Regions from separate parts of the Callithrix jacchus genome. Here region 2 is linked to region 1. The links are chromatin contacts, called in public Hi-C maps. All regions are on one chromosome and are shown on one strand. The core of a region is the stretch at or near the end of the contact, and the rest is flanking DNA. Distances in the headings are between cores, read along the strand shown.

The links. A called contact is a pair of places that touch in the nucleus more often than the background predicts.
Region 2: a contact with region 1 is called in a Hi-C map of skeletal muscle, with 6 times the contacts expected there. The contact joins two enhancer-like sites. A contact is called at or near these places in 2 of 3 Hi-C or Micro-C datasets (both in skeletal muscle).

The regions. Positions count from the first base shown.
Region 1 is chr12:42,207,760-42,211,835 of calJac240_pri, forward strand. It overlaps LDB3 (LIM domain binding 3), which reads left to right. Exons shown (of 15, transcript XM_078345367.1): 11 at 3,587-4,031. Among named protein-coding and RNA genes, the nearest start is that of LDB3, 47 kb to the left of the region's middle. Within about 2 kb of position 2,677, at least 4 of the 16 cell types and tissues checked have an H3K27ac peak or open chromatin away from gene starts, as enhancers often do. A contact at or near this core is called in skeletal muscle, where this site is marked.
Region 2 is chr12:42,390,495-42,394,286 of calJac240_pri, forward strand. All of the region lies in intron 5 of BMPR1A (bone morphogenetic protein receptor type 1A), which reads left to right. Among named protein-coding and RNA genes, the nearest start is that of MMRN2, 63 kb to the right of the region's middle. Within about 2 kb of position 2,272, at least 1 of the 16 cell types and tissues checked has an H3K27ac peak or open chromatin away from gene starts, as enhancers often do. A contact at or near this core is called in skeletal muscle, where this site is marked.

The sequences.
Region 1 (4,076 bases), core at 1,427-3,926:
TACATTTATTTAAAATATCAGGTGGGGAGCGGTGGCTCACACTTGTAATCCCAGCACTTTGGGAGGCCAAGGTAGGCAGATCACCTGAGGTCAGGAGTTGGAGATCAGCCTTGCTAACATGGTGAAAACTGTCTCTACTAAAAATACAAAAATTAGCCAGGTGTGGTGGCGGGTGCCTGTAATCCCAGCTACTTGGGAGGCTATGGCAGGAGAATCACTCGAACCCAGGAGGCAGAAATTGCTGTGTGCCACTGCACTCCGGCTTGGGCCACAAAGCAAGACTCTGTCTCAAAAAATAAATAAATAATAAAAGATCATTTTAACATACAATCAATATAAAATAATTATTAATAAGTCTTCAAAATCTGGTGTGTGTGTTACACTAAAAGCAATTCTCACTTCTCCGATGGACTAGCCATTTAAAGTGCTGATTGGCCACGCAGCACTATGTATTAGACAGCGCAGGATTAGGGGTTGTGGTCTTAATCTTCCTTTTTTTTTTTTTTTTTTTGAGACAGAGTTTCCATCCTTGTTGTCCAGGCTGGAGTGCAATGGCTTGACCTTGGGTCACTGCAACCTCTGCCTCCCGGGTTCAAGGGATTCTCCTGCCTCGGCCTTCCGAGTAGCTGGGATTACAGGCACCCGCCACTATGCTAGCTAAGTTTTTCTGTATTTTTAGTAGAGACTGGGTTTCACCATCTTGGCCAGCTGGTCTCGAACTCTTGACCTTAGGTGATCCACCCCCTCCTCGGCCTCCCAAAGTGCTGAGATTATAGGTGTGAGGAATGGCACCCAGCTAATCTTAATCTTTTTTAGCAGAGAATTGCACTTTACAAAGAAAGGAAAGGTCCAGGCGATGTGACTCACTCCTGTAATCCCAGCACTTTGGGAGGCCGTGGCAGGTGGATCATCTGAGGTCAGGAGTTTGAAACTAGCCTGACCAACATGGTGAAATCCCATCTCTACTAAAAATACAAAAAATTAGCCTGGTGTGGTGGTGGGTGCCTGTAATCCCAGCTACTTGGGAGGCTGAGGCAGGAGAATCACTTGAACCCGGGAGGTGGAGGTGGCAGTGAGCCAAGATCACGCCATTGCACTCCAGCCTGGACAGCAAGAGTGCAATGAGACTCTGTCTCAAAAAAAAAAAAAAGGAAAGAAAATGTTGCACAGAACCCCCTTGTCCATAATAGAGGGATGAAGCTGCTCTGAAGTTGTACTAGATCACCTCTCCCACTCTCTGTCCCTCGTGGTATTCCTGGAATCCCCTCTTCCCCCAGCATTTTGAGATTCTCTGCTATGCAAAGTTGTTAGGGAGGGTGACAATACCTCAAATCTGGGCTGTACACATTTACCAAATGCATGCACTATGTCACTGTAGCAGATCCCCACCATGCCCAGTGGGGCAGGCAGGGCGTCAGGCATTCCGCCACCAGTGAATAAACCTCAGTCTCAGGTTATCTGACTTTAAGACTTCCCATTTCCCTTCCCTGCTCTCCCCACACCCGATGTCCCCCACCACACACACCCCAGTCTAACTGGGCTAGGCTTCCCCAGGTGAGCAGCAGACCAGGAGACAGGCTGACAATACATCTGACCCTGGGACCAGATTGCCTCCGTCCTTGCCATCCTCACTCACATATAGTGACACACTATGCCTATGCCGGGTACTAGGCTAAGTTCTTTATATTTCTTACCTTCCCTTAATCCTCATAATAACCTTGTGAGATACTAAGAATTATCATTGTCATTTTTAGACAAAGAAATTGAGGCCCAGAGAGGTTAAGGAATTTGCCCAAGGACACAGAACCAGGAGGTGGTAGAGCTGGGTCCTGCAGCCGGGGCTCTTGGCTGTGCTCTCAAGACCCCACAGCATGGGGTTTCCTCCGAGTTGAAAATGATCCTCCCTGACAGGTTGCACCGAGACTTTCTGGAAACTGGACTCATGTTCCTTACAGAGGCAGCTTGGGATGGTAGACTAAATGGTTTTAAAGACGTATTCCCACTGACTAGCTCTGTCTGAGCCTCAGTGACCTCAAATGGAAAGGGGGAATAATGGGAAGACCGATTCAGATGGCGTGCTATGTGCCTCATTACCCCCTAAACATGAGGAAGATTCCTTTTGGAGAAGGTATTACCTTTTGAAGGCCTCACTCACAGGACGGCTTCAGGGCTGGGCTGTGAAGGGCTTTATCTCTTTTCTTCCTTCAATAACATGGATGGATCCTATCTACCTGGTCCCTACTCACCCCCAGCACAGGGGTTTCCAGGTCACCCAGCTCTGAAGGGTGGGTCACCTGGGAGTGGAAGGTGCAGAGTAGGAACCACAGGCTGCCCCGGGTGGCCCAGGGGATCCAGATGGAAAAGAGAGACTGGAGGTGGGGCCAGGGTCTTAAGCCCTAAGGATAACCTTCCTCTTTAGGTTGAGGCTGGAGTGCGGGGTCGGGGGCAAGAGTGGGGCGTGGGGGTGTGGGAACTGCCTTAGCACAGTCCATCCTGCCCAGGCTGAGCTTAGGAATGGGGAGGGAGGCTGCACTGACATGCTTCCTAGGGTGGGGGGAATGAGGCCTCTTTCTGGAAGAGCAGACTGAAATGAGGTGAGGCTTCTGGAACCTCCCTCACTGGAAGAGGAGGCCAGCTGGACCTTGTGTACAGGGCACAGCTGGGTCTGTCCTGGCTAAGTGTTGAGGGCCCAGGCCTGAGAGGGCTTTGGGTAAGCAGTTGCAATGCTTTTTCTGTGCTGTGACCCCAAAAAGGTTTTCTGCTCTCAGGGAGCTGGAGGAGGGGGTGGCAGAAATGAGGTAGCGCCTTCTCTTCCCTGCACTCTGACTGCCTGCGCAATCTCTACAGTCACTCTCAGCTTCTAGCAAAGCGATATGGAGGTCCAGAGGTCCCCAGGGCAGCCACGGGCCAAGCAAACAGCTGCACCTGGGCTGTGTCACCCTAGAGTGTCTGCCCAGCACCCTCAAAATGCCTTATTCAAGATCCCCCACCCTAATCAAACCAAGACGGAATTTCTCCCCAATACAAATCAAGCCAAGCTGTTTTTCAAGAAAGTAATTGTAGCCAAACCTGAAACCTGAACCTGAAAACCCAGCTGCTGGGTCATCTGCTTTGTCCTGAGGGCTGAACTAGGTCCAAGTTCAGCAAACTCCTGCCAAGGGAGGTATTTCAGATGTCAAATCACTGGTCAGAGTGCAACAGAAAGTTTCTCACAGTCAAGAGTGAGCTGACACACTCCCACCTATCCCTGCCCAGGTACCCCCAACCCCACTCCCTGTCTTACGCAGGCCTTGGGCAGCCAAGGCCTGGTGGAGCCCCACCCTGCACAGCTGCAGATATTTATAGCCTGTCCCTTTTCCAGCCCTTTCCACGCTCGCTGGGCTGTGCTTGCTCTCTAGCTCCCTGGACACCCTGCTGAGAATCAGATCTGGGCCATCAAGAAGTTCAGGAACAAATCTCCTGAAAAAACTGAAATCGTACTACTCTAATGTTGAAGTCACCTTGTGCATTTCTCTGGCTGGGAGTGAGGGGAACTGGGAAAAATTAATTCCTGACACATCTTTCTTTGGGTTTTTTTGGCTTGCAGTGCCTGCATCTACCTACAGCCCATCCCCAGGGGCCAATTACAGTCCAACTCCCTATACCCCCTCGCCTGCCCCTGCCTACACTCCCTCACCTACCCCTGCCTATACCCCCTCACCTGCCCCCACCTACACTCCATCCCCAGCACCAACATATAACCCTTCACCTGCCCCCAACTATAACCCTGCATCCTCTGCGGCCTACAGCGGGGGCCCTGCAGAGCCTGCCAGCCGTCCTCCCTGGGTGGCAGATGACAGCTTCTCCCAGAAGTTTGCCCCTGGCAAGAGCACCACCTCCATCAGCAAGCAGAGCCTGCCCCGTGGGGGCACAGCCTACACCCCAGCGGGTCCCCAGGTGCCACCACTTGCCAGGGGGACCGTCCAGAGGGCTGAGCGCTTCCCAGCCAGCAGCCGGACTCCACTCTGTGGCCACTGCAACAACGTCATCCGGTATGGTCCTGCTGTGCCCCTGCACTGGGGCACTGGGAGGGCGTG
Region 2 (3,792 bases), core at 1,022-3,521, 180 kb after region 1:
CACATCCCCTCCACTCTTCATTGGTGCTGTTGGTTTCTTCACACAAATAAGTAGATGGGAATGGAATGCGCTTTCCTATTTAGTTGTTATATACTTGCCTATGTGAATTTATAAGTATCCTTTTTTCTAATTTTTGGGGATTTGAAGGATGCTAATTTAGTTGTTCCAGTTTTAGGCTATTTGCATATTTATCAACCACACATACTATACATTTTTTTAATCACTTAAAAAATTGAATAAAGAGCTATGGTTAGGGCACTGAGCCCAGCAGTAATAACCAGTGTCCTACAGGCCCCAAGAGTAGGCCTGTCCTAAACTGCATTCACTATTATAAGTTAGTAGTTAAACTTGACAAGCTGTTCAAATCTATATACTGCTATGAACCTTTGGGCAAGGCACTCCGCTCTTTTGTTTTCTCATCCATGAAGGAATTATTATAAGGATCAAATGATATACATGTGAATAGTTTAGCACAATTGGCACATAGTAAGGGTTTAATAGATGTTAGCTTCGACTATATTGATTCTTTAACAGCAGTCTTCATACTGTTACCCATATCCCGGGGTACACTCAGACTGTGTTATATGAGGGTAACAAGCACGTAGATAGTTTTAAGGTAATCGGTTTTTGGATCCTGAACTTCCGTAGGTCCTGTTGCTAAATATTTCTCTGCCTGAGAACAGAAACTTCTCAAGCATTTTACAGCAGTTCTCTTTCCCTTCCTCTCTTTTCATAGTCACCCCCTCCTTGTTAACAAATTGAAGGCCTGAGGTGTAAAACTTCAAATTTCCAAACTGTGTTGTAATTTGAAATAAAGACATCAGTATAGGCTATGTGGGGTTATCAAATAAGTGTTTACCTGACAGATGGTTTTCAGTTGTTTGCTTTGAACCAAGTTGCTAGATCATTGAAAATAATTTTTGATGATAGAATCTTTATGGCATTTTTAGCATATGCTTTGGAAGGACTTTAAGCAATTATGGGCTAGCTCACGCCTGTAATTCCAGCAATTTGGGAGGCTAAGGCGGGCAGATCACTTGAGCTCACAAGTTTGAGACCAGCCTGAGCAACATGGTGAAATCCCAATCTATAAAAATACAAAACTTAGCTGGGTACAGTGGCTCACACCTGTCATTCTAGCACTTTAAGAGGCTGAGGTGGGCGGATCACCTGAGGTCAAGAGTTTGAGACCAGCCTGGCCAACATGGTGAAACCCCGTCTCGAATAAAACTACAAAAATTAGCTGGATGTGGTGGCACACACCTGTAATCCCAGTTACTTGAAAGGCTGAGGCAGGAGAATCGTTTGAACCCAGAAGGTGGAGGTTGCAGTGAGCTGAGATAGCGTCACTGCACTCTGGAGACTCTGTCTCCAAAAAAAAAAAAAGCTGAGATGGGAGGATGGCTTGAGCCTGGGAGTAGTAAGCTGATATCATATGACTGCACCCCAGTGTGCAGAGTGATAGCCAGATCTTGTCTCAGAAAAAGAAAAAAAAAATGCCTTTTCCGGTAACATTTTCTTAAGTTTATATTTAATAAAGATTGTAACATATATATTGTTTTGATCAATTTTATGCTAATGATTATGATAAATGAGAATAATTTTCTAGGACTTAAAGACATACAGTTACAGGAAATAAAAGAATTTATATACTCATCTTTGATGTGGACAGTTATATATTACTTTAGGACGTAATTATTGTGGGAGATACTGAAAGAAATAAGAGTTCAAGAAGAAATGAGTTCTAGTATAAAATGTCTCACTATTAAAAGAAGCATTTGTTCATTTTTTTTTTAATTATAATGGGTATCAAATTACAATGCTACTTAGATTCTACTGAGTGCATTAAAAACTGATATAACACTTCTATTTGAAAATGATGTAATACTTCTATTTCAAAGTGTCATTATGTGCAGTAAGCCAGAAATTATTAAATTTATGGTGAAAATTTTTAGGTGTCACCTGAAAAATATGTGAGGGATACGTTGCTTTTAAGAATTGGGTTATATCAGCAAAAATTTTGACCAGCACTTACCTAATTTTTTTTATTTCTTGGTAAACGTCACCCAAGTAGAGCATCTCACCCAAGCACAGCGCTCTCATGTTCATCCTAAACCTTTCCCCGGTGCCTTCACATACTGCCAAGTGCGGTGCAGAACAGATGTGAGTGCCTTGTCCCTAGGCCTCGCATTCTTGGTGTGGCACAGAACAGTTGTGAGTGCCTGTCACCAGGCCTCACGTTTCTGGCATGGTGCAGAACAGATGTGAGTGCCTATCCCCAGGCCTTGTGTTCCTTCCACTCCCCAGGCTGCACTGGTAAATTTTGCTTACTCTGTTTCCTCCTATATGACAAATTAGTTTTCAGAAACCTCGCTACCAGCCAGGCACAGTGGCTTATGTCTGTAATCCCAGCACTTTGGGAGGCCGAGGGGGGCAGAGCATGAGATCAGGAGATGGAGACCATACTGGCCAACGTGGTAAAACCCCATCTCTACTAACAGTACAAAAATTCGTTGGGCATGGTGGCGCACACCTGTAATCCCAGCTACTCGGGAGGCTAAGGCAAGAGAATCGCTTGAACCAGAGAGTTGGAGGTTGCAGTGAGCTGAGATTGTGCCACTACACTCCATCCAGCCTGGCGACAGAGCAAGATCCATCTCAAAAAAAAAAGAAACCTTGCTGCCATTCCCACAAGAATTCGTATTCCCCACGTAAATCTAGAAATACAAGTTGACTTGGGCAGAGGGTAGGAATGGAGAATACAGGAAAAGGAAAGGCCGTGTCACCCAAATTTGTAATCTAGACAAACCTGAGTTTTGCCGACCCAGATACATAATTAACCTGAGTAAGACAAACCTGAGATGAGTCAGGTGTTGCTTATTCTTAGTGAAGCCACTTTGGGTCTTCAGGACCTCATAAGACGTTTGGCCTAGTCTAGAATCTCATCTGGGATTCATGTCAAGCTCAGAGGAAGGGCAATTAATTTGTTAAATATTTCCTATATGTGTATAGTATCTTGAGGATTCAGTATATTCTACCTTGTTTCCCCTAACAACGCTATAAAGCAGATTTTTTTTAAAGACAGGATATTGCTCTATCATCCAGGCTGGAGTGCAGTGGCACAATTACAACTTACTGCAGCCTCAAACTCTTGAGCTCAAGCGATCCTCCCACCTCAGCCTTCTTAGTAACTGGGACCATGGGGGTGCTTCCATACCTGGCTAATTTTTTATTTTACTTTTATATTTCTGTGGTATAGCTGTGATTATACCTGGCTAATTTTTAAATGTTCTTAGAGATGGGGTTTCACTCTGTTGCTCATCCTGGTCTCAAACTCCTCTGCTCAAGCCATTCTGCTGCCTAAAGTGCTAGGGTTACAGGTGTGAGCCACTGTGGCCAGCTCATATTTTTTTAACCTGTTTTTTTTTTTTTGGAGACATAGTCTTGCTCTGTCTCCCAGTCTGAGCAGTGTCATGTCTAGAGTGTAGTCTGGAGTGCAGTGGCGTGATCTCACCTCACTGTAACCTACATCTCCGTGGTTCAAGCAGTGATCCTGCCTCAGCCTCCAGAGTAACTGGGATTACAGGTGCCCACCATCACGCCCAGCTAATTTTTATATTTTTATTAGAGACGAAGTTTCACCATCTTGGCCAGGCTGGTCTTGAACTCCTGACCTCAGGTGATTCACCCACCTTGGCCTCCCAAAGTATTGGGATTACAGGCGTCAGCCACCGCTCCCGGTTAACCTATATTTTTTAGCTCACTAAAGCCCAACGATAAATTACTTGCTCA